Linked DNA regions of Sus scrofa: region 2 is linked to region 1. The links are chromatin contacts, called in public HiChIP or PLAC-seq maps. All regions are on one chromosome and are shown on one strand. The core of a region is the stretch at or near the end of the contact, and the rest is flanking DNA. Distances in the headings are between cores, read along the strand shown. Region 1 overlaps CHMP4B (charged multivesicular body protein 4b). Region 2 overlaps RALY (RNA-binding protein Raly).

Evidence for each region. HiChIP or PLAC-seq counts read pairs in DNA pulled down with a chosen protein or histone mark.
Region 2: a contact with region 1 is called in an H3K27ac HiChIP or PLAC-seq map of alveolar macrophages. The contact joins two enhancer-like sites. A contact is called at or near these places in 1 of 5 promoter capture datasets (liver) and 1 of 2 datasets of contacts at active chromatin or transcription factors (alveolar macrophages).

The regions. Positions count from the first base shown.
Region 1 is chr17:37,301,269-37,303,968 of Sscrofa11.1, reverse strand. All of the region lies in intron 1 of CHMP4B (charged multivesicular body protein 4b), which reads right to left. Among named protein-coding and RNA genes, the nearest start is that of CHMP4B, 17 kb to the right of the region's middle. Within about 2 kb of position 1,363, at least 4 of the 83 cell types and tissues checked have an H3K27ac peak or open chromatin away from gene starts, as enhancers often do. A contact at or near this core is called in alveolar macrophages, where this site is marked.
Region 2 is chr17:37,456,938-37,459,637 of Sscrofa11.1, reverse strand. All of the region lies in intron 1 of RALY (RNA-binding protein Raly), which reads right to left. Among named protein-coding and RNA genes, the nearest start is that of RALY, 10 kb to the right of the region's middle. Within about 2 kb of position 1,302, at least 4 of the 83 cell types and tissues checked have an H3K27ac peak or open chromatin away from gene starts, as enhancers often do. A contact at or near this core is called in alveolar macrophages, where this site is marked.

The DNA of each region.
Region 1 (2,700 bases), core at 114-2,613:
GCCAACCCTTGGAAGCTCGTTCCCTTCTCCACTCCCCTCACACAGGACACAAATCCCCTGGTCCCATGGTCCCAAAGGTGGGTCAGTGAGCAGGTCAGGTCCTACCACAAGGAAGCACCCCCAATTTGCCGAAATGGTCAGTGCTGAGTTCTTGTCCAGCAGGGCTTAAACCTGCTCAGCCCCTGCAGAAATCTGTGGCTCTGATTTGCTGAAAGGCTGGCGGTCTAGTCAGAGACAGGCTATTGATCCAAAGGAGGAGAGTTGCCTTAGGCCATCTGTGCTGCTCACCTGGATGGAGCCTCAGGGGAACAGCTAAAAACCATCATTTGGCTCTGGCCTCTGAAACATGGAATCAAACAGAAAAATGTCCAGCATCTACAAAACAGTATGTGGCTTTTACAATGAGCAGGGATGTACTCACGCTGTTAACAGACAAAAGGAATGCTGAGCTACTCCCTCTTTTTACGCCGCAAAACTGCTTGGAGCCACACCTGGTTCTCTGGAGGATTACTGTAATATGGCACTTGTTGACTCAGAGAATGTTGGAGTGGGAAGGAACTTTAGCATCCATTTAATCAGTTCTTCTCATTTCATTGTTGAGAAAACTAAGGCCTAGAGTTGGGCAGGCACTTGCCCAAAGATACCAGCTGACAGGGTGAGAACTAGAAGCACAGTGTCTCCAGGTCCTAGGACTCTGTTCAGCCACCCTGAGTGGAGGTTCAACCCCTGGAGAACAGGAAAGCTAATGGGAGGCTGGGAGAGGTCGTTCTTAGATTTTTATGACTAGGAGAGTTCAGGCTGAACTCGAAATATATGGCCTCAGAAACAGAGGTCCCTGTCATCAGGCAAGGGAAGTAACTAGCTGTCTCTCGGCTCAAAGATAAACATAAAGGCAAAATTAAATAATCCCAAAGGGGAGTTCCCGTCGTGGTGCAGCAGAAATGAATCCAACCAGGAACCATGAGGTTGCGGGTTCCATCTCTGGCCTCGCTCAGTGGGTTAAGGATCCAGCGTTGCCATGAGCTGTGGTGCAGGTTGCAGATGTGGCTCGGATCTGGTGTTGCTGTGGCTGTGGTGTAGGCTGGCAGCTGCAGCTCCGATTAGACCCCTAGCCTGGGAGCCTCTATATGCCACAGGTGTGGCCCTAAAAAGACAAAAGACCAAAAAAAAAAAAAATTAAAAAATTAAAAATAAATAACTGGGTCAAGCTAGTTCAGGTAGGAGATATTTCTTCATCTAATTACCTTTGGCATGTAACCTGCGATACCCTCAGAACCGAAAAGAAGTTGCTATTCTGCCTCTACCAGCTACCCAGGATGTGCTGGGCTTCAGAAAAAGCAGAAGAGGAACCAGAAAGAACTAACAAGAAAACGGGTAGTGAGGCCATGGGTCCTCCCTTATGAGGAAACAGCCCCTCACCCACCTCATTCCCTCAAGTGAAAATGGGCAGAAACCCCCCCAACGGGAAACTTCACCAGGTGCTGGAGGAAGATGGCTGCTGGTCCCCAGCAAACTGCTCTCTAGACAGAACGTGCCCACCTAGTGCGTGCCTCCCTAAATTCAACCTAACAGATTCCTCAGCTTAGCATCCAGGGCCTCCTTAGGGAGGCCACAGCTTACCTTTCCAGCTCTCACCATCCCTTACCCACAGCCCAGAATCCTCCCGTACGCAGTCTCCTCTGCCTGGAATGACCCTAGCCCCTTCCTCTGTCCCGAATCCCCTTCACCTGTGCCCACCCCTCTGTGTTCCATAGTGGCCCCCACATGGAGTCTTTCACAGTGGAAACTCAAAATGTTGGCCAAATTGGTGGAACTTAATCTAACAACCCTTTCCCTTTCCCTTTCCCAACATCATCCTACAGAAACAAACAGCTCCATCCTAAGATGCCAACCAGAGTCCCAGCTCCTAAACCTGGGAGTAGCTGGCTCTCTTTCCTGATCTCTCTGCCTCTTACCTTTGAAATAAGAGTAATAGCTCTTTTTTTTTTTTTTTCCTTGTCTTTTTGCCATTTCTTGGGCCACTCCCGCGGCATATGGAGGTTCCCAGGCTAGGGGTCTAATCAGAGCTGTAGCTGCCAAGCCTACGCCAGAGCCACAGTCACGCGGGATCCGAGCTGCATCTGCAAACTACACCACGGCTCATGGCCACACCAGGTCCTTAACCCACTGAGCAAGGGCAGGGATCGAACCCTCAACCTCATGGTTCCTAGTCGGATTCGTTAACCACTGAGCCAGGACGGGAACTCCATGAAATAAGAGTAATAGTTCTTGTCAGAGAAGCTGAGTGCCTCAAGATGAGAGGCTCTGGAAATAGGTTCTCAAGTTTAAGGCCATTATTTTAAACTCCCCTTAGATTCATGCCCCATTTACCAACTAATGCTAGGAACTTAAAGCTTGTTTCCAGCCAAATGCCTCTTCTTTTATCACAAATGCCCCACTGTACAGCTATTGAGAGAGCTGCACTGAGGACTCTGGGTAGCCTGTTGGCCTTTTCTTTCCACAGAGTGTGGAGGTTTCCATCTCGAGTGTGGTCATAGTTCATGGTTTCAAGAAAAGCCTGCAGTTTTAGGGCTGCTGTCCTCTCAAATCTCATGATATAATGCATCAGTTGGTTCCCAGTCTATGGTTGTGAGCCCACAGGGTTCACAGCTATCACTCTGCTCTGTGAATGCACCAACCCAGCACTGCCTATGCACTTAA
Region 2 (2,700 bases), core at 53-2,552, 160 kb before region 1:
GCTAGATTAATTTCTTCCCTGAAATGATGTAATTTCAGGCAAAGAGGTCATTCTCGTCCTTCTATCCGATTTAAATACAAATTGGCTTGGGGATGGGATTACCTTTTCCACCTGTTCCAAGAGACTATGAGAAGGCACCACCCACCCCCAAAGTATGGGACGTGTCTTTCCTACTCTGCTCATTAGCAGGAATATGGATGCCACCTGATCTGTGTTTCTGTTCAAGTTGTTCCCATTGCACAGAATGTCCTCTTTCCATCTCTGGAGCCTAAATCTTCTGCAACCATACTTTCTGGAATTAAAGAGGTAGAGGAGAGGGAGTTCCCGTCGTGTCGAAGCATAAACGAATCTGACTAGGAACCATGAGGTTGCAGGTTCAATCCCTGGCCTCACTCAGTGGGTTGGGGATCCAGCGTTGTTGTGAGCTGTTGTGCAGGCTGGCAGCTTCAGCTCTGATTGGACCCCTAGCCTGGGAACCTCCATATGCCATGGGTGTGGCCCTAGAAAAGACAAAAGCGGGGGGGTGGGTAGAGGAGAGAAGCACAGCAGCTGAGAAAAGATATCTGGGTGCTGCTTCTGGGTAGTCTAGAGGAGAGATTTGGCCCAGACATAGAAATACTGGTGATTCATCACTTATAAGCACAATCAGACAGAATATTAGAGATTTGGAAGGTCCTGGATAATACATGGTGACTATTCTTATCCTACAAGGCCCAGCTCAGATGTTCACTCCTCCATAAATGTTCCCTGAGTGACAAATACCCACAAAAGAAACAATCTCTCCCTCCTCTGAACCTCCCAATCACTACCTCTTTATGGTCTTGCTATCTGAGAGTTCATATTACGATTCTCACAATTCACTGCTTTTTTTTTTTTTTTTTGCTTTTAGGGGCTGCACCGGCGGCATATGGAGGTTCCCAGGCTAGGGGCCCAATTGGAACTAGAGCTACTGGCCTATGCCACAGCCAAAGCAATGCAGGATCCAAGCTGCATCTGCAACCTACACCACAGCTCACAGCAAGGCCAGATCCTTAAACCACTGAGTGATGCCAGGGATCGAACCCACAACCTCATGGCTCCTAGTTGGATTCGTTTCCGCTGCACCACAACGGGAACTTCCCCTTACAATTCATTCCTGTAACTACATACCAACCAGAGAGACATAAAATGAGAAAGACAGATAATGTAAGTGTTGTCAAGGATGTGAAGCAACAGGATTTCTCTCAAACACAGCTGATGAGAGCGTGATCTGGTATGCCTCTGAAAACTGTCAGTAACTACTGCACCTGAACCCTATGACTCAAGCATGTGGTTGGAGAATACTCACTCACTGCTCCTCCTCAGCAGTTCTGCCTACAGTCCTTTGCTCCCTCATTGCCTCTGTCTAAATGCTTCCATCATTCTTTCTCCCAATCCCAAGGCTGGTCCAGACCACTCTTTCTGATCACTTCAGCACAAAGAAATCGCCCCTTCTATAGAAAACTGCTATTTACCTATTACCTCTGTCAAATGACTCATGATTTTTTCACATTTAAACTGCATCATTTGGTTTTATAATGCACTTTTAATAACATTATCTAACCTGTTCCTCACAATAACAATGTGAAGAAGCCAAGACATAGATTAACCCCATTTTATAGATGAGAAAATGGAGCTTCATAGAGAGAAAAATGACTTACCCCAGTTTACCTAGCCAAATTAGTTCCAGGGTATAAGAGTAAGACCTTAGTCTTCCAAACCAAGCTCTCTAACCAAACTGCCTTTTTATCATCTACATCTTCATGATTACCTATTTCCCCAAAGAGACCAAAGGTTCCCTGAAGATAAGAGTATGCTTTACATATATATTTACCTCCCTCACAGAACCAAGGAAGGCACTCAGTGGGCTCCACAGTTTGGCTGATTGATTTCAGTATTGGCCCTAACGTTTGTGGACGTACACAGGCATATTTCCTCTTCTTTTAGATCTCTTAAGTAATGCTAAACTGGAAGAAATCATGAACATAACACAGCATCCCAAATAACACTGTTTTTGAGGTAGGGACAAGGGAAGAGCAAGAGCTCTTCGAGACAGGGTAAACTCAACCTTCCCTCCATTTCTAGGGCTCCATGCTACAAAGTGTCCAAAAAAGCCTGACAGAGACACTAGCATGGGCTTTAAGAACCACAGCATAGTCACAATTAATAAGTCACAAATTGATCAAATGCCAGAAACCACACCTCAAGTAATTCCACTTGCAAACAATATAGAGCTATTTTATTTCAAAACTGAGTATAGGAGTTCCCGTCATGGCGCAGTGGTTAACGAATCCGACTAGGAACCATGAGGTTGCGGGTTCAGTCCCTGCCCTTGCTCAGTGGGTTAACGATCTGGCGTTGCCGTGAGCTGTGGTGTAGGTTGCAGACGCGGCTCGGATCCCACGTTGCTGTGGCTCTGGCGTGGGCCGGTGGCTACAGCTCCGATTCAACCCCTAGCCTGGGAACCTCCATATGCCGCGGGAGCGGCCCAAGAAATAGCAACAACAAGACAAAAGACAAAAAAAAAAAAAAAAAAAACTGAGTATAACAAAACTTAAAATAATTCAATATGAAATTTAATTTTATTAATTCCTAAATAAGAAGCTAGACAATATCAAATCTTCCTGAAGCCTGCCAGAGAACTGAGGTGAAGAGAACAGGGAAAGCATTAGGCAGATGTCC